Linked DNA regions of Mus musculus: regions 1, 3 and 4 are each linked to region 2. Evidence: chromatin contacts called from public HiChIP or PLAC-seq and promoter capture Hi-C data. All regions are on one chromosome and are shown on one strand. Each heading gives the region's core, a stretch centred on a gene start, on an enhancer-like site or on the middle of the called end of the contact. The rest is flanking DNA. Distances are from core to core; before and after follow the strand shown. Region 1 holds the start of Brd3 (bromodomain containing 3). Region 2 holds the start of Ubac1 (ubiquitin associated domain containing 1). Region 3 holds the start of Slc2a6 (solute carrier family 2 (facilitated glucose transporter), member 6). Region 4 holds the start of Vav2 (vav 2 oncogene).

Region 1 (4,045 bases), core at 848-3,347, 1.5 Mb before region 2:
CATACAGTTAGACACACAAAGTTACATACACAGGTACACATACAGTTACATACACATACACAGTTACACACACACACAGTTATACATAGTTACACACACATACACTGTTACACACACATGCACTGTTACACACACATACACAGTTACACACATAGTTATACATAGTTACACACACATACACTGTTACACACACAGTTACACAATACACAGTTACACACACAGTTACATACACATACACAGTTATACACACACCTAATTACACACAGTTACACACACATAGTTACGCACATGTACACAGTTATACACAGTTACAGTTACACACACATACACTGTTACACACACAGTTATATACACATACACAGTTACACACACATAGTTACACACATACACAGTTACGCACACATGCACAGTCACACACACAGTTACACACACTGTTACAAACACATAGTTACACACATGTACATAGTTACACACACACATACATAGTTACACACACACTCACACACACACACAGAGTTTTCTGGGTTTTGTTTAAAAAGTTAACTGGCAAGTCCCTTGTCCTAGTAGCCAGAGTGCTCAGTGTGTCCAGAAAGGTGAGACCCAGATGGCAGGAATGATAATAGAACCTGCAAGGTGACTGCAGTTCTGCAAGCTCCCAGTCATGGCTTTGCTGGGGAGCCTGGGTTCAAGAGTTTAAGGACTCTAACTTAGAGCCTCCCAGGTCTTGCTCTCCTACCCTGTGTTCAGTCTGCGACTAAACAGCAGGGCTTCCTTGCAGTGGCCACCTCGCCCCAGGGTGTGAGAAGCACCCATGCTGTAGACCAAAGAGGAGACAAGAAGAGCCTGGAGAGGCTCCAGCTTGTCCTCAAATCTCTTCCAAGGACCCTGGGCTTGGAGCTTGGGACCTCTGAGACCAAGGATGTCACTTTGCCTTCTTGAGCCTTTTTCATTTTCAGGTACAGAACATATTCGTTGTGTATGTGTGTGTATGTGTGTGTGTACGTGTGTGTGTGTGTGTGTGTGTGTGTGTGTGTCTGGTATTTAATACCATAACCACCTGTGCATTTCTTGCATGCAGCAAAGTGCCCGCTCAGCCAGAAATAAACTCAGTGACACCAGGATCTTGGAATAGGTCCAGCTCACAGCAGAATTGGAACCCTGCATTGGCAGGCAGGTTCAGCGGGCACTGATGGAAAAACTTGTTTTGTTTGTAACGTTTTTGTTGGGGTCTATCACACACCCACCTTAAATTACAACTGGATAAAAACTGACTAACGTAGGCACCATTGTAATTTTCACCAAAACCAAGATCTGAAGTGTGACCCCGTCCTAACCCTTTCAAAACGCAGAAAAAGGGCGGGACTTAATCTCATTCCTGTCTTTCCATAGGCACATGGGGACACACTGAGACTCCAGAGAGGGAAAGTTGGCTGGCACAGCCTGAAGCATCCCTTACTGGTGTCTAGCTTTGGAGAATCCGCCTTTTTCCGGCACCACCAGCCAGGTCTCTTACGGAGTCCCCAGGTCTTCAACCCGCCCCAGGATTTTGGGGCGGGATTGATCGCGACTCCTCCCTGGCAAGGACCGCCCTGCGCGCGCCCTCGCCAGGCTAATTAGGCGCGCGGTTTGTTTACAAACATGGGCTGGGGCCGGTGCGCGCCTCCCTGCTTGTGAGCATTCGGGGTTTGAGGGAGGCCTCGGGGTACCCGGGTAGTGACCCCAGGGTGCTAACTGCGTTCCCGCCTTTCCCACGTTTTCCTAGGCTTCTGGAAATCCGCCCACCAGTTCTTATTCCCTGCGTGTGGCTGAGAACGCTAAAGTGAAGGCGCGCGGGCGGGCCAAGGTTCCAGCGTCGCCTCGGGTCCTGGCGGGCAACCTCCCAGCCCCGCCCCCACGCGCCCCTAGGCCGGGCCCGCTGGCGGCCAGGGCGGCCGGGCGGGCGGCCGGGGGCGCGCGGGGCGGGGCACGGCGTGGCGCCGGCGGGGCCGGGACATGTAGTCCGTGCGCCTCGGCCTCCCCTGGGCGGCCCTGGCGCGAGCCCGGGCGCGGACTACGACTCCCGCCAGGCGCCGCGGCGTAGCGCATGAGCCCTGTACAGCTCCGGCGCGTCTATTATGCTGCCGGGGCCGGCGAGCCAAAGAGGAGCCGGCCGCGCGGGCCGGGAGCAGACGGCGCTGGAGCCGCCTAGGCCAAGTACGCCTTTTTCTCGTTTCCTTGTACACTCTGGGCGGCGGCGGCGGTGGCGGTGGCGGCGGCGGACTTGGCTGAGAGAACACGGCCCGGAACGCATGGTGCAGGCCTCCCGCGCGTCTCGAAGCCCGGAGCCCGGGGCCGCCGCCTTTGTGCGCGGCCGCGATGCAACAAAGCGGGGCGGCCGCCTGCCCGGGGTCGCAGCGACTGCGCGGGCTCCGCTGCCCTCCGCCTTGCGCTGTGCGCCCGCGGCTTGCCGGTCGCCTCGGGCCGGACTGGGAGGCGTCGCCTTGGTCGGAGCGCCCAGCCTGGACTTGGCACAGCCCGCGCTCTCTGCGCCAGCCCTCCCTCACGGAAGGGATTTTTTTTTCCTTTCCCCTTTTCCTCTGCCCGCCATCTTCCGAAGGGGACTGCCTGGAGGATGCGCGGCGCGGGAAGGTGCGCGCGGTGTGCCCAGGGTCGCTCCGGCGCCACTTAGGGCGGATCGTCGCAGGGCAGGCCAGGCTGGGCCTGGACACCGCTGGAGCCTTGCAAGTGGGGCAGCCGCGGCGTGGCTTGGGGGGCGGCGGCTGCATTTGCAGAGTTATGGCCCGGGAGACGACTTTGCGCGCTTACGAGTTACTGGATTATTGCAGCCAGGCCAGGAGGAAACCCAGTTCATGTTTTGAAATCAGCCTAAACGAGTACTTAATCCGGGCGAGGTCGATTCGGATTGAGGTGGAAGGGGTGGGGTGCACGTCTTTTTCTTACTTCGTGTATAACACGCAAGCTAGTTGGGTGAGGAATGCGCACCCCAAAGCCTCTCGTATGTAAGGTTCTTGAGGATTCCCGGTGAAAAATCCTGGCGGCTTGGGGAAGTTCTCTCCACCAGTTGCTGCGACGGGGGCAGGGCTAACGAGGAAGCCATAAACAGTCTTCTTGCCCTGGGGCGGCGGGGGGGGGGCGGTAAGGAGCGGGAAGGGGGCTCACTGGGAGCCGGGGCATACCTTTTGTGAGTTCATACTTTAGGGCTCAATTTTAAGGCTCTGCCCTTTGCAATTTTGATTAAGAGCTTTCTGCCAGAAATAAGTGCACAGCTGTTGTTTCTCTACCTTAAACTTCTTAACTGTATAAGTTTGTGTCTCTGAGGTCATTCTTGTGTTCTTCAGTGGCTAACATGGGACTGGGTGCAGGAAGAGAAATGAGTGAAGGAATTGAAGGGCTCAGGTCCTGTCCCCCTTAACCCATGAGGACAAGCTGGTTGTTGTGTCGTCCATCCCCCCCCCCTTTTGTTTTGCACTTTCTTAGTGGTGTGCATTACTGGGGGTGGGGGTGCCCCTGAAGAGATCTGAGATCTCTGCTGTGCTGCTTGAAGTGAGTTTCTCACAGGCTTTCCAGGGTCCAGGAAAGGAAGGACTCCAAGGATCAAGCCCCAAGCCCCAGTGACCTTTTTTGAGTGGCCCTGAGTGTGGCCTCTCATTCGCAAATAGAGGCCTGTTTGCTGTTTGTTCTGTTGGAGGCCTTGATGTGCACTGTTGGCTGTAGATCATGAGAGGTGAGGTACAAGCTTGACAGTTCAGGAGGTGGGGGTAATTTCTTCCTGACCTTGCTTATAAACTCCGGGTCCACTGCTTTAGCAAGACACCAGGAATCTGTGGCGATCCAGACCTAGCCCCACATCCGGGGAATTCAGGAGAAAGGCATTAAAAAGCTTTTGTAGGGTGGATGACCAGGGGGTGTGCCAGTTCGTTCATTTCCCTACCTATATATCTATTTACTTTATTTATTTTACTTTTAGGAGATGCCAGGTTTACTTTCACAAAGAGTAACTGCTTTCTTTCCACAGTGCAGTATCCTGTTTTGGAAATGAGCTTTG
Region 2 (4,339 bases), core at 347-2,846:
GGACAAGGTACAGAATGGCACCAGATGGGCAGAAGCTGAGTCTCCATGCAAGCTCCTTGCCTTAGCCCAGCTGGTGAGTAGAGGGAGATGCATTCTCCCTTGAATACTGCATGAGCACCCACAGAGCTGTGCCTGCCGGGCTTCTGTAGTAAGGCTGACCTGGGAGGCTGGGCAGCCTATCCTTCCTCATAGTGCTCTGAGGGGTATCTCTGTGTTCACATAGAAGCCTGGAGGTTTTGGAGGAGAGGATCTGTTGTCTCCAGCTCCAAAGGGACCTCATACACACATTGCAAAGATCACTGTCTCCACAATTCCTTCTGCTCACTTCACTCTTGGGAATCCTGGAGAGCCAGATCAAGCATATGGAAGGGACTTGTCCCGTGTCCCTCTGGGTACTTCTTTCAGTATATCCAGTGGTAGGATGCTGAATGGGCTATGTGGAAATACTTGCAAACATTCTTATTATGCCCTAGGTGGCACCATGACAGGCTTCCAAGAGAAAGAGGACATTAGGCCTCTGAAGACTGGGGCTTAGTAGCCTAGGCTTTGGACAAAGAGCAAGGGGTTTGTTGGGGAGAGGCCTGGGGAACTTGAAGACCAGCTGGAGGGGCCTCAGACCCACTCCTCACAACCCTTATTGCTTAGTTCTGTACCATCTGCCAAGACACAGATCTGTGGCAAGAGCTCATGGATCTTGTCAAAGATGACTATGAACTTGAACTGTTCCTCCTACCTCCACACCACCATTCCTGGATCACTAATAATTATGATATTATTTATTTTTTATTTGTTTTTTTTTAGCTTAAAAAGATTTATTTTGTAAGTATTGTGCTTACATATATGTATCAACAGTGTGTCTGATCTTCAAGATAATTCTGAAGCACCATTGTGGGTTCTGAGAAACACAGGATCCTCAGCAAGAGTAGAAAGTAATCCTAACCACCGAGCCAGGGCCCCCCATCCCGTATGTGTGAGTGTGTGCGCGCATGCGTGTGTGTGTGTGTGTGTGTGTGTGTGTGTGTGTGTGTGTGTGTGTGTACGCACGCGCATTTGTATGTGTTTTATGCAGGCTTGTATTCCAGAGTGGTTCTGAACTCATTATGTAGTCAAGGATGACCTGTTTGACCTTCTGGTTCTGCCTAAACGTTCAGGATTATAAACCTGTGCCAGGCGTATGCTGCGCCGAGGAGCAAACCCAGGGCTTTGTGCATGGCATACAAGCACTTACAACTGTGACACATTTCTAGTGCCCTGACCCAGACGTATTATCTTGTGTACTTGACTCCGGAGCCCTTTTCAATTCCAACAGACCAGCAAATCAGGTAACAAGGCTGGGAGGTGCTGAAGGAATGAGGTATATGGAGAACTACAACTCCCGGTATGCATCTGACCCACCTCACACATTAATTTTTGGTAAGGGGGCCGTGAGCCTGCCTGGGAACGACAACTCCCGGCGTGCCTTGGTGCACTTTACCTATTTCCGGCGCGGTGCGGGCGGGGGGTGCGGGGGGTGGGGTGGGCAACAGCAGAATGCCTGCCAAAAAAAAACCACATTTCCCGGCATACCCACGGGCGCTCATTACGCACTTCCGGCGCGGCTGCGACCGCGCGCTCCGGGCGGCTACGGCGACACGGGCAGTGGCAGCAAGGGTACAGCTCCTGCCCCTTCAGTGACGGGCGGCGGAGCTGACAGGAGCCGGGGCGGGGCGGCGGCGGCCAGCGAAGGAGCGCACGGCGGCCCGGCCCCGCCCCTGGTCCTCCCGCCAGCCTCAGTGACCTTCACTGGTTCGGGCGGCGGGTGCAGGCCCGGGCGGCGGCGCGATGTTCGTGCAGGAGGAGAAGATCTTCGCGGGCAAGGTGCTTCGGCTGCACATCTGCGCAGCCGACGGCGCCGAGTGGCTGGAGGAGGCGACCGAGGACACATCGGTGGAGAAGCTCAAGGAGAGTTGCCTCAAACATGTAAGGCCGAGCTCCTTACGACCCAGTTCCACCTCTGCCTCCGTTCTGAAAACCAGAAACCTAGACTTATGTCCCAGACTCCGCCCCAGTCCCCAGCCTTCTGGTTGCCCCGACACTCCTATCTCTACCTAGACGCCAGATTTTCGCTTCTTCCTGGACCGGTCCCCAGTCCCTGCCGTGCAGCCCGCTGCTCCCAGCCTTCGCTCCTCCGGGCCTGGGCAGCGCCTTCCGCTCCTCCAATCACAAACCTAGTGCTCAGAGAAGAGCATCTGGCCCCCGCTGTTGAGCGAGCTTTATTTAATTTCTGCAACGTGCTAGGGAGGTGAAGGCGAGAGTGAACAGAGACTGGGAGAGGCAAAGGCAAGGGATCATGGTTTTCTAGCCTTGGGGCTTGCCTGCTGTTGGGATGAGCTTTTAGTTTCCTCCAGAAGCTGGAAGTAACTAGATCCCATTATAAGAGGACTGGCTCCTTGCCTGAGGAGCCAGCTGCTAGGAGCCCATGGCCGGGACTTGACACTTAGCAGTAGTCACTTAAAATAGTGTCACTGTGGGACAAGTTCCTTGGCTTCTACTTTCTATTGGGGCAACAGTTGATTGAGTGGGAAGGTCCAGGATGACTGTCTCCTGCCAGCAAGTGGCATTTGTTAAGTTTACTTACATTCAGTGAACGTTGTACTATAGTTAGCCTTTTAGTTTTAGTTAAGTCTTGGAATTAGTTCTTGAAGCCTTCCTGGCTCTAACTGCTCCCAGTTGAAGATGAAACAGATGTCTGTTAGACACTGGTAGCCTATGGAAGCACCATGCCAGACAAGATTAGTGCCAGATAGCTTTTTAGAGGGGACTCTTCGGAAAGTTAGGGATCTACAGCAGTAGGTTGTGTTAAAGTTCAGCATTGTGTTTCCTCTAAAGGCAGTCTTCAAGTTACTATAGCAGCTGCTTGCAAAGGGTAGTTTATCATCTGTGTGCCTTTGTGTAGTCAGTGTGTAATGTCAGGCAGGCTCCAAGAGATCTGTTTCAAGCCCCTCTTCTGCAGTGCATTAGATGTTGAGTAACCGTGGGTCTCAGTGTCTGTGGTTCACCTCAATGAGGCTCACATACAGGACAAAATGTATTTTAGACTGCCCAAGGAGTCCCCAACCTTTAAGCTTGTGTTGAGCCTGTGGATTTTCTCAATAGCAAGACCCAGAGGCTCAGCAGAAGCTTAAAGACTGGGGCCTCCTTGGGCATCTAGACTGTTCCCTAGCATCCATGCTGGCCTAGTACTATGCTGTGTCATCTCCTAGGTCAGTTCCTCGGGGGCTGAGCTTGGAGTAACTTCAAAGTCGGTGTAAGGATTGAAGGAATGAAAGGTGTCAGCCTCAAACCACATGAGCATGGGATGTCACCTTCACTGCTGTGATCTCTTGCCTAACTCACTTGTGGTGTGGATATACGTAATGAGCATGGCAGTATTCTATGAAGGGGGTAGGGAGATGATTCACAGATGCTTGCTAATACATTTTAGGGGCAGTATGGTTAGGCTTAGGCAGCAGGTTTTGATATGATGCTAATTATTTGTGATGTTTAATATTCCAGTTGATATTGGAGTTGTATCATTTTGACCATTTTTGTCATTATTCTTGTTTAAATTGAGACTATTCTACTCCACATTTTCCAGGGCAGAGGGCTGAAGCAGCAGGAGAATTTCACAGCATTCTAGATCACAGGGCTGGAGAGCAGAGGCATTAGAACTGACCCACCTCCGGGTCCCATCAGCTCTAGGAGTCACACTGCATTTATTAGAAAAGATGATCTTCTCGTTGTACCTGACTGTAAACCTGTCATGCACAAGATACTTTATCCTGACCTGACTTCCATGTTCTTTATTGTCCTGTGCACCCTGGTTACTGGGGTTGTTATCACTATTATTTTTTCTTCTTTCCTCTCTTCCAGAGGGGTATGATAGAGTTTTTTAAAAAATTTTTTCTCCCACAGCACTCCTGGGAATTTACAGCTGTATCAAGGAGAGGCTTGTTATTTAAATTCTTAAGGAAATAGATTTGGTTTTTGCCTCCCCCTTTTTGTTTTACCCAAAGTGACTTCACCATGCTATTGCCCAGCTTCCACTGCCGGTATCTAGGAAAGGGGCACAGTGAGTCCTCTTTTCTAAAGGGGGTTAGTGGAAGTCTGGGGTGATGGAGCTGTGGTGTGGAGGAGCTTTTCTGTAGTGTACCATCTGGATGAAGCACATGAATTCTCCTTCAAAGCCTAAACCGTCCCAGGTCCTGTGAAGAGTTAGCCCCTGTTATCTTTTTTTTTAAAGATTTATTTATTCATTTAATGTATATGAGTACACTGTTGTTGTCTTCAGACATCAGAAGAGGGCATCGGATCCCATTAT
Region 3 (4,110 bases), core at 563-3,062, 1.0 Mb before region 2:
CAGGTCACCCATAGCTAAATAGAGAGACCTTCCCCTCCGCCCCCATTTTTTTTTTTAAATTTTTTAAGGAGCAACTATGACATTTCCTTAAAAGCTGCATTGCCAGGACACAGGAAGTGGGATACAGAACTGATTGTGTGAGAGATGTCCTCAAAGGCCACCAAGATTGCATGTCTGACTACCTACCTAACAACCCCAAGTATTTAGTGGTCTAAGGCAGGAGTATTGAAAGGCCAGTCTGGACAACCTGGTGAAACTTATCTCAGAGTAAGATAGGGCTGTGGCTCAGTTAATGTAGTGCCTGCCTGGGTCCAATCCCTAGCACAGAATGAATCCAGGGCTGCAGTCCCAATTGGAGGTGGAGGCCAGAGGATAAAATTAAAGTGGGTGGCTACCTAGAAAGTTTGATGCCAGCTTGGAATACATCAGACCCTGTCTCAAATGACAAAGGAGTGGAAGGGGCCTGAAGAGATGGTTCAGCGGTTACAAGACCAGGTCCTATATGCTCTGGCTCCCATTACTATTTGGTGACTGACCGGCCTGTAACTCCAGCTCCTACAAGTCCATCATTTCAGCTTCAGGAGCACAGACTCACAGACAGACATAAAATTTAAAAATTATATATCTTAAGTTTTTCACATGTTTGGGTGTTTTGTCTGTACCACATAAAAGCTGATGCCAAAAGGCACCAATTGTCCTGGAAATGGAGGTAAGAGGAGGGTTGTGTGCCAACCCGTGGGGCTGGGAAATCAAACCTGAGTCCTTGCAAGAGCAGCCAGTGCTCTCAGGCTCCCAAAATTATGTATAACACACACACACACACACACACACACACACACACTCAGCTTGGATGTGAAGTGGAACACCACTCACTGAAAGTTCACCTCCCCACTAAGTAACAGACAGGCAAGGCAAACACAGGAAGGAAAGACGTCCAGCCAGGGTGGGTCGCAGCAGTTTTGTGGTCTCTACTGTCCTCTCTAGAAGTGTTTCTAAAGGGGAACTGAGACTTCTACAACACCCTTTACTGTTTTAATAGCCTGGTAACAAAGGGTCAGTTTATAAATGTGAACAGGAAGTAAGTCCACTCCTGTGACTGAAAAAGTCCAAAGACACAGATAGGCATCTTGATTGTGGCTTTTTCCACCTCCTAGAGAAGTTTCTGTTTCGTTTTTTTTGGTCATTTTATACCATTACTGGAATGATTTTGAACAGTGCAAGCTATTTGGACAACCAGGAAATCCCAGAGATCAGGAATGTAGCTCAGAGACAGATTGCTTGCTAGCAGAGAGAAGCCTTGGGGTTTGTCCACAGCTATGGGGTGAGACACCGCAGGGCACCTGCTGGAGTTACCCCTAATTGTTTCTGCTCCACCCTCCTCCTACTTACTGTACACACCCAAAGTAGTGATTCATTGGAGTCAACTAGGGTTAGGAGGCGAGAAGTGAAGTGGCAGGTGTAGAAGTGACATCTATGTGACGGGAGAGGGCACAGAACAGGGCCAAGCAAGGCAATAATAAAAAAATATATAATAATAACAATCCTCCGTGTGACCTTGGCAAGCTTACGACTCTCTGGGCTTCTCCTCCATAAAGCCAGACCCAGCCATGGAGCAGTCCACGCTCTTAGCCTGGCGAAAGGGTGCTCAGGCGGCCCTGCCCTAGAAGCGGGTTTCCCCGGCAGAATCCAGCGCCTCAAGGCGCACGCGATGGGACACGCCCGGGAGCCCGATCGCACCCTGCATCCGAGGCGTGCGGCTGTCTCATTGGACAGCACGGCTCTGCAGGGCCGCCCTGCAGCCAATCGCATCTGTAGGGCGGAGCTTCGCCTGCTGTGCTGAGGGCTCAGGCAGATGCTTTAGCTCTGCAGTGGAGTCCCGCTGTATCTGACCATCCGCGCTGGCCATGCAGGAACCCCTGCTAAGAACCGAGGGACTCGACTATGATACCTTCCCCGAGGTGCCCGCGACTCCTGGAGAGAGAGAACGAGCCGGGTGAGAGTCTCAGGGTGTGGGCATGGGAGGTTGGGATGGCCTTATCTCCAGCAGACGATACACATCTTGGGCCATTACTGACTTCTGGTGAGTGGCCACCAAGAGTCATCTGACTCTTTCTTACCGCATGCTCGCAAGTCCTATTTAAAGAACTGGACCACCATAAAGAAGAGAGCCTCCAAAGGAATACTGGGTGGGATCCCCACCTGCCACAGGGGGAGGACATGGGTCTTGCCTAAGATCACAGAACAAGCTTTGAGCATCACAACAGGAGGCAAAAACCACAATTTCTTTTCTGGAGAAAACGGGCACCAGCCCCAGCCGACAGCCTGGGGATTTCCCAGAGCTGCTGCTAAGGCCTGAAGACAACTTGACTGGCCCTGGACCCAGGCCTCTCCTGGTTATCTGCCGAGCTGGATGGTCATGGGCTCGGGGAAGGCAGCAGTCTGGGAACTCAGGGTCCATTTAAAGGACTTGTCCTTGGTCCTTTGGTTCTACCCCATCCCCCACCAGGGCCTTGAAAAACAGAAGGGTGTTCCTGGCTACCTTCGCCGCTGTGCTGGGCAATTTCAGCTTTGGGTATGCCTTGGTCTACACATCTCCAGTCATCCCTGAACTGAAGCTCTCTTCTGACCCAGCACTACACCTGGACAAAATCCAGGCATCCTGGTTTGGGGTGAGGCCTGTTCTCTAAATCAGATGGGGTAGTGGAGGGAGCATGGGCCCACTCAACCTGCTTACCACAGGGAACTAAAATCACCTAGCCTTGGAACCTCCCCTAGAGCACCGGTATCTCTCCCTAACACGCATTCCCGTCTGCTAGCGGTGATGGCAAGTGACATGAGGAAGTGACATCCTGCAGAGATGTGGGCCAGGGCTGAGGGGAAGATTTCCCAACCCCATACCCAAAGCCAGGCTGCCACAGCAGAGCTGACATCCTCCTGGGTGCCTGGAGGCAGTCACACCAGATGCTAGCGGGATGAGAGGTGCCATATGGACAAGGACAGAACGTGGCTAAACAGAGCCCAGGAGCCCAAGACTTTAACGTTAGAATGTCAGTAGACCCTGAGTTAGGACTGCGACTTGACAGCAAAGCTGGAAAGATTTGGGGTCTCCTGAGCATTTCAAATGGGGTGGGAATGTGCAAGGCGCACAGCACATGCTGAGCACATGCTAGACACTTCGTGAAATATCTTCACCCCTGAGGTTAACTATGTTTTTCCCATAACGCAACTAAGAAACTGAGGCCACACTGTGTGCCCTGGTCCCACTGCTCATGAGTGGCAGACTCCAGCCAAATTCTTTATTCCTCAACAACTCCAATGACCCCCAAATCTTAAAGTCCCAGGCCTACAAGTCATAGGGTTCTCTTTGGTAGTGTGTGAGCCATAGAAAATGCCTTTAACTTCAGCACTTGGGAGGCTGAAGGAGGAAGATCATGTTCTTGAGGCCTGCTTGGGCTCAAAAAAATATTGGACACTCCTGGACAGAGCCACTGTAGACAGGCGCCCCCTCTCCTCAAAGCACCTCTGGAGTAGAACATTTATGGTACCTTTACATATAGTTGTCCACAGGCTGCTGTGCACCTCTGCCAACAGGGGACTCTACCAATGAATGCCTGGGTTTTGGGTCAGCTCTGGAGGAACTCTCTCTAGACTCCGGTGGGGGTGAGAGCTCTTAAAGCCACTTATCTTCTTGTACCCCTGCAGTCCGTGTTCACCTTGGGTGCCGCAGCAGGGGGCCTCAGTGCTATGTTACTCAATGACCTCCTGGGCCGGAAGCTCAGCATCATGTTCTCAGCTGTCCCCTCAGCCATTGGCTATGCAATCATGGCCGGTGCCCGTGGCCTCTGGATGCTTCTGTTGGGGAGGATGCTGACGGGCTTTGCCGGGGGACTCACTGCTGCCTGCATCCCGGTAAGGCCAGATGTCTCCATTGCCTTGGGGCTGTTCTAGACCACCCCTGCCTCTGAGCCTTTGCTCAGTGAAAGTGTGTGGGGTTCACTACATTGCCCAGAAAACCTCAGCTTCCTCCACCAAAGCAGCTGACATCATTGTCACCCAAAACTTCCTACCCTGTGTTTTGACCTCAGTTCCATGCATTGCTCAACTGAAAAA
Region 4 (4,575 bases), core at 1,905-4,404, 1.4 Mb before region 2:
AAGAAATCCCTCACTCCACCAAAACATCCACTTCCCCTTCTCCGGAAAGGAAGCCAGGGCGCAGTCAGTATGGTCCAGTTGGTAGGTTGCGTGGGTGGATGCAGGTAATAAGTGGGTGGGTAGGAGTGGGGCAGGTAGTGATGGACAGGTGGGAGGCTGGCCTGAGCCATGTGAAAGGAAAGACAGAGGGAAGGGACACGGGAGGGCTGAGCAGGGGAATGAAGGACTAAGTAGATCAGAGGCTAAGTATCCAAAGGGCCAGGTAGATGGATTGAGGGACCAGTAAAAAGATGTAAAAAAAGGTTCAGGGCTGTAGACCAGGTGGTAGAGAAAAGGAAGGCCAATGCTGGTATTCCTTTGAATTCGAAGCCTTGCTGGACCCTGTGAGCGAGAGACCTTCGATGGTGGCCTTTTTGATGAAAAGCACAGAGAGCATGCAATGTGTCTGGGTGTTTGTTGGGGACACATGAACCAAGAGTCAAAATGACTGGTCTGGAGGGGAGGCCCTCAGTTTCTGGGACAGTCCAGTGTCTGTAGATGCTTTCTCTGAGGCAGCTGTGTGCTCAGAGGTACTTGCGATCTGGTCAGAGACCTGTCCTGGCGTTGCCAGGTGACCAGTGTTTCACCGTGGGGGTCGTTGGGACACTGCAGGAGCCCTGGAGGGCAGAGACAGGTTGTGTTCTGTGATTTCTCTCCTGCTGACACCTAAGCCTTACGGTCAGGTCAGCCTGGAGTAAAAACAAACAGCTCTGCTGGGAGCAATGGGAAAATGGACTCCATGTTGAGAACCTAGTTCAAATCCATTTTCTGCTAGCCAGAGTCTTGGTCAAGTCTCTCTCTGGTAGAAGAATTCTAGGCAGATAAACTGGAAGTGCAAAAAACTAGGAGCGGCATAGAAGATGCAGCCAGAGAAGGAAGCTGTGTCATAGGGGGTTTGCACGGCAGAGATTCTGCCATTTTTTTTTTCCTTTTTCCTTTCCTTTAAGACAGTGGTTCTCAACCTTCTTAATGCTGTGACCCTTTGTTTCTTTTCTTTTCTTTCTTTCTCTTTTTTCTTTTTGTTTTTTCGAGACAGGGTTTCTCTGTGTAGCCCTGGCTGTCCTGGAACTCACTTTGTAGACCAGGCTGGCCTCGAACTCAGAAATCCGCCTGCCTCTACCTCCCGAGTGCTGGGATTAAAGGAGTGCGCCACCACACCCGGCTTGCTGTGACCCTTTAATACAACTGTATTGAACACAACCTCATGTTGTGGTGACCTCTAACCATAACATTATTTTTCACTGCAATTATATTATGTTACATCAAAACTAATTTTTGTTACTGTTATGATTCATGATGTAAATATCCGTGTCTTTGAATGGTCTTAGGCAACCTAGCCCCAAGGGGTCCAGACCCACAGGTTGAGAATCGCTGCTGTAAGGGCTAGAGATGGGGCCTCATGCTTGTCAAACAGTGTTCTTTTAAAGAGCCCTAGGCCTAAAGATTTTATCTTTAGAGAGCTGAGTACCACAAAGGGCTTGTTTTGTGCTGTCACAGAGTGACAGGGTTGCATCTAGATTTGGTTCGGTCCTTGCTGGCTGTGGAGGGCAGACTGAAAGGCAAGGTAGAAGCGGGCTGCTGAGGAACCCAAGGGGAGGAACATAGACCTTGGTGGTGGCAGAGCTGGCAGTGCTCAGAATCTGAAACTTGCTGGCAAATTAGAAGTGGGGAGTTAACATCAGAGTCCATAAAAGAATACGCTGTAGCTGACCAGCTCATGACTGGGAAGACAGAGATGTTTAGTTCCGTTATGATGTAGAACTGCCTCTGGACGAGGCCTGGCTCTCCATAGCCATGCTTGCCCCTATCCCGTAAGAGCTCCCAGGAGACCTGCTACCCCTTTCCAGGGGCATTCTTCTCTGAAGCCTCGTGCATGGTTAGTTGGTGGCCCACTTCCCACATCCCAGACATGTGGCTGGGGTTGACAGTTCCTACCTCAGGGTTTCGTCTGCTCAGTTCACTGCAGAGCTCTGGTATTCAGCACAAGTGGCTTTCAGTGGTGCTCATGACCAAAGTGGGGAGGTACACTTCTCTTGGACACTTCCAGAGGGCAATCCTGGTGAACAGTTCTGGGCTGAGAGAATGGGTGAGGAGAAAGATCCCCTTTACCAGTCCTCCGCATGTTTGTTTTGAGCTCGTGAACTCTGACCTACACATGCACAACAGACACCTGGAATACTTCCCACCCAGCTTTTCTTCATTCATCCTTTCTATTATTTCCGAGATGAGTGATGTCCCCACTAGCCAGATAAGGAATTGGGTACCAGAGAGTTCTGCTGGTGCCAGGAGGCCTGGATCTTCTGACTTGGAGGACTGACATGCTAACTCCACTATATGCTCTGCACTACAGCCCCTCAAAGACAGACAGACCCCTCTTTTGTAGCATCTAGGCTGTCAGCTGATGCCATTGCCCTCAAGACCACCAGGGGGCAGCAGACGAACGCTTGATTGGATGGCAAAATTCGTTTGTCCTAGACCTGGTCTTAGCTTCTGATGAGGCAGGAAGGCTGGAGTGCTGGGAGCACAGAGGCCTCTTTTCTGTGAGAGAGCTCCCTGGGTACACACGCCAAGGCATGAATGCAGCAGCATTTAGCAGGGTGCTTTGCTTTCAGCTTTGCAATCTCCTTTCTTTCCTTCTTTCTTTTTCCTCCCTTTGGTGCAGGGTGTTGAATGACTCTTAGGGAGATGCTGGAGGGTCTGCCTGTAGCCCTGTGCTTTGGACGATTTAACCCCCAGTCCGCAGGAGGTCCTTCCCCTGAAGCTATTCAGAGGTGAAGTAGAGGGGCTGAAGGCTCTACCTGGCTTCTCTGCCGGATCTCTAGGATTAGGGTTCATGCTTCCTCCTTAGGTGGGGCAGGTGATGGGACTTCCTGCAGAGAGAGGCCTTTCTGGGAGGGACTTCCCTGGGTGCAGGGGACAGATCTGTCATCCTTCCCTGGCCCAGGTAAACTGAGAGAGGCAGGGGCTGACAGAACACCGCCCACAAAAGCTCGGCTCTTGGAAACTGGTCACTTTCCTCTCTTCTAGCTCCCTTTCATGACACCAGTCTCATAGAAGACTTGGCTTTGTGGGGTTCCCTTCTTCTTTACCAAGAACCCACAGCTCCTGATACTGTCCAGAGCAAATTAATTTTAATCACAAAAATCAGTTATTTATGCTTTTGAAGTCCCTCCCACTGTCACAATGTCCTCAGGACACAACACGGTCTATCTCTCCAGCACCTCCCACTAGACAATCAAGGGGGCTGAAAGTGAAGGATTTTTTTCCCCCTCTCTCCGTTATTGTGGAGGCGGAGTGTCTTGCGGACCCTGGCAAGGACAGAGGACTGGAAGAGGCCATAGGGGCGTAGGGTGTGTAGGCCAGCCTGGTTCGCGTTCTGGGGTCTATCTTTGCCGAAAGACCCTGCAAGGGCACCCAGCGTTACCGCGGTCATCTTCTAGTCTCTTCTGCCGTGCGGCGGCCTCATCGCACCGCAAGAAAGACCTCCAGCCTCCACGTGCACCTAGGGAAAGTCGTGGGCGGGGAGCCTGCTCAGGAGCCCCGCCTTCCTCAACTTTCGCTGGCGGCCCAGGGGCAGGAAGTGGGAGGACGGGTTGGAGGCGGTGCTTGGGTCTCCGGGGAGGTGCCGGGTGAAGGTGCCAGCTCCGCCCCCGGCCCCGCCCGGCCGTGGCCGCGCCCCCTGCACCCCCAGCGCCTAGGAGCCGCGGAGCCTCGGAGTCCCAGTGCCCCGCGAGTGGCGTAGAGCCCGCGGGCCCGGCGAACAAAGCGACGGTGGAGCGAGCAGCTCAGGCGCCGGACGCAGGGAGCGAGCGACCCGCTGCGCCTTTGTCTCGGGTGGGGCAGGAGCGGTGGCCGAAGCGGGGCGCCCGGAGCTCAGAATGCGGCGCCCAGAGGGGCGGATCGAGAAGCGCTGCGACTGCAGGAGGCGTGGAGCCCCGGCCGGAGCACGAGCGGACTTGTGTGTGTGAAAGAGGGACCCCGCACGCTGCCCCGCGAGCGCCGGTTGGCCGCACGTGGGCGGGAGCGGCGGCCGGCTAGTAGCCCGAAGAGGAGGAGGAGGAAGAGGAGGGCCGTGCGGCCGCGCAGCGGGGACCCGGGGCCGCCTGCGCGAAGCCCCGCCCCGGCGGCCGAGCCCCGCGCGGGCGGGCGGGATGCCCCGCGGTCACCGCACTTTGGCCGGAGCGCTACCCTGAGCCAGCTGGCCAGCGGCCGCAGCGGCGAGCGCACAGGCGCCGCGGGCGCCATGGAGCAGTGGCGGCAATGCGGCCGCTGGCTCATCGACTGCAAGGTCCTGCCGCCCAACCACCGCGTCGTGTGGCCCTCGGCGGTGGTCTTCGACCTGGCGCAGGCGCTGCGCGACGGCGTCCTTCTGTGCCAGCTGCTGCACAACCTCTCCCCCGGTTCCATCGACCTTAAGGACATCAACTTCCGGCCGCAGATGTCCCAGGTGAGGGTCCCGGCACTGCAGGAGGGACTCGGGTGTGCGATCTGAGGGGCGCATTGACTGGAGCGTGGGCCGCGGGAGGCCCAGGTTCT

What was found. HiChIP or PLAC-seq counts read pairs in DNA pulled down with a chosen protein or histone mark. Capture Hi-C pulls out chosen DNA fragments and counts their contacts.
Region 1: a contact with region 2 is called in a FOXA1 HiChIP or PLAC-seq map of pancreatic cancer cells. The contact joins the promoter of Brd3 here to the promoter of Ubac1 in region 2. A contact is called at or near these places in 1 of 39 promoter capture datasets (liver), 2 of 115 datasets of contacts at active chromatin or transcription factors (astrocytes and pancreatic cancer cells) and 1 of 9 other capture datasets (liver).
Region 3: an H3K4me3 HiChIP or PLAC-seq map of embryonic forebrain shows a contact between it and region 2, with 5 times the contacts expected there. The contact joins the promoter of Slc2a6 here to the promoter of Ubac1 in region 2. A contact is called at or near these places in 6 of 39 promoter capture datasets (hippocampal neurons, liver, neutrophils and 2 more) and 1 of 115 datasets of contacts at active chromatin or transcription factors (embryonic forebrain).
Region 4: a promoter capture Hi-C map of adipose tissue shows a contact between it and region 2, with 3 times the contacts expected there. The contact joins the promoter of Vav2 here to the promoter of Ubac1 in region 2. A contact is called at or near these places in 1 of 39 promoter capture datasets (liver) and 1 of 9 other capture datasets (adipose tissue).

What each region holds. Positions count from the first base shown.
Region 1 is chr2:27,473,725-27,477,769 of GRCm38.p6, reverse strand. It overlaps Brd3 (bromodomain containing 3), which reads left to right and starts at 2,097. Exons shown (of 12, transcript NM_001113573.1): 1 at 2,097-2,193.
Region 2 is chr2:26,019,017-26,023,355 of GRCm38.p6, reverse strand. It overlaps Ubac1 (ubiquitin associated domain containing 1), which reads left to right and starts at 1,596. Exons shown (of 10, transcript NM_133835.2): 1 at 1,596-1,959. The coding sequence starts at 1,822.
Region 3 is chr2:27,025,700-27,029,809 of GRCm38.p6, reverse strand. Slc2a6 (solute carrier family 2 (facilitated glucose transporter), member 6) reads left to right here and starts at 1,812. Exons shown (of 10, transcript NM_172659.2): 1 at 1,812-1,993; 2 at 2,507-2,669; 3 at 3,703-3,909. The coding sequence starts at 1,905.
Region 4 is chr2:27,426,187-27,430,761 of GRCm38.p6, reverse strand. It overlaps Vav2 (vav 2 oncogene), which reads left to right and starts at 3,154. Exons shown (of 28, transcript NM_009500.2): 1 at 3,154-4,486. The coding sequence starts at 4,283.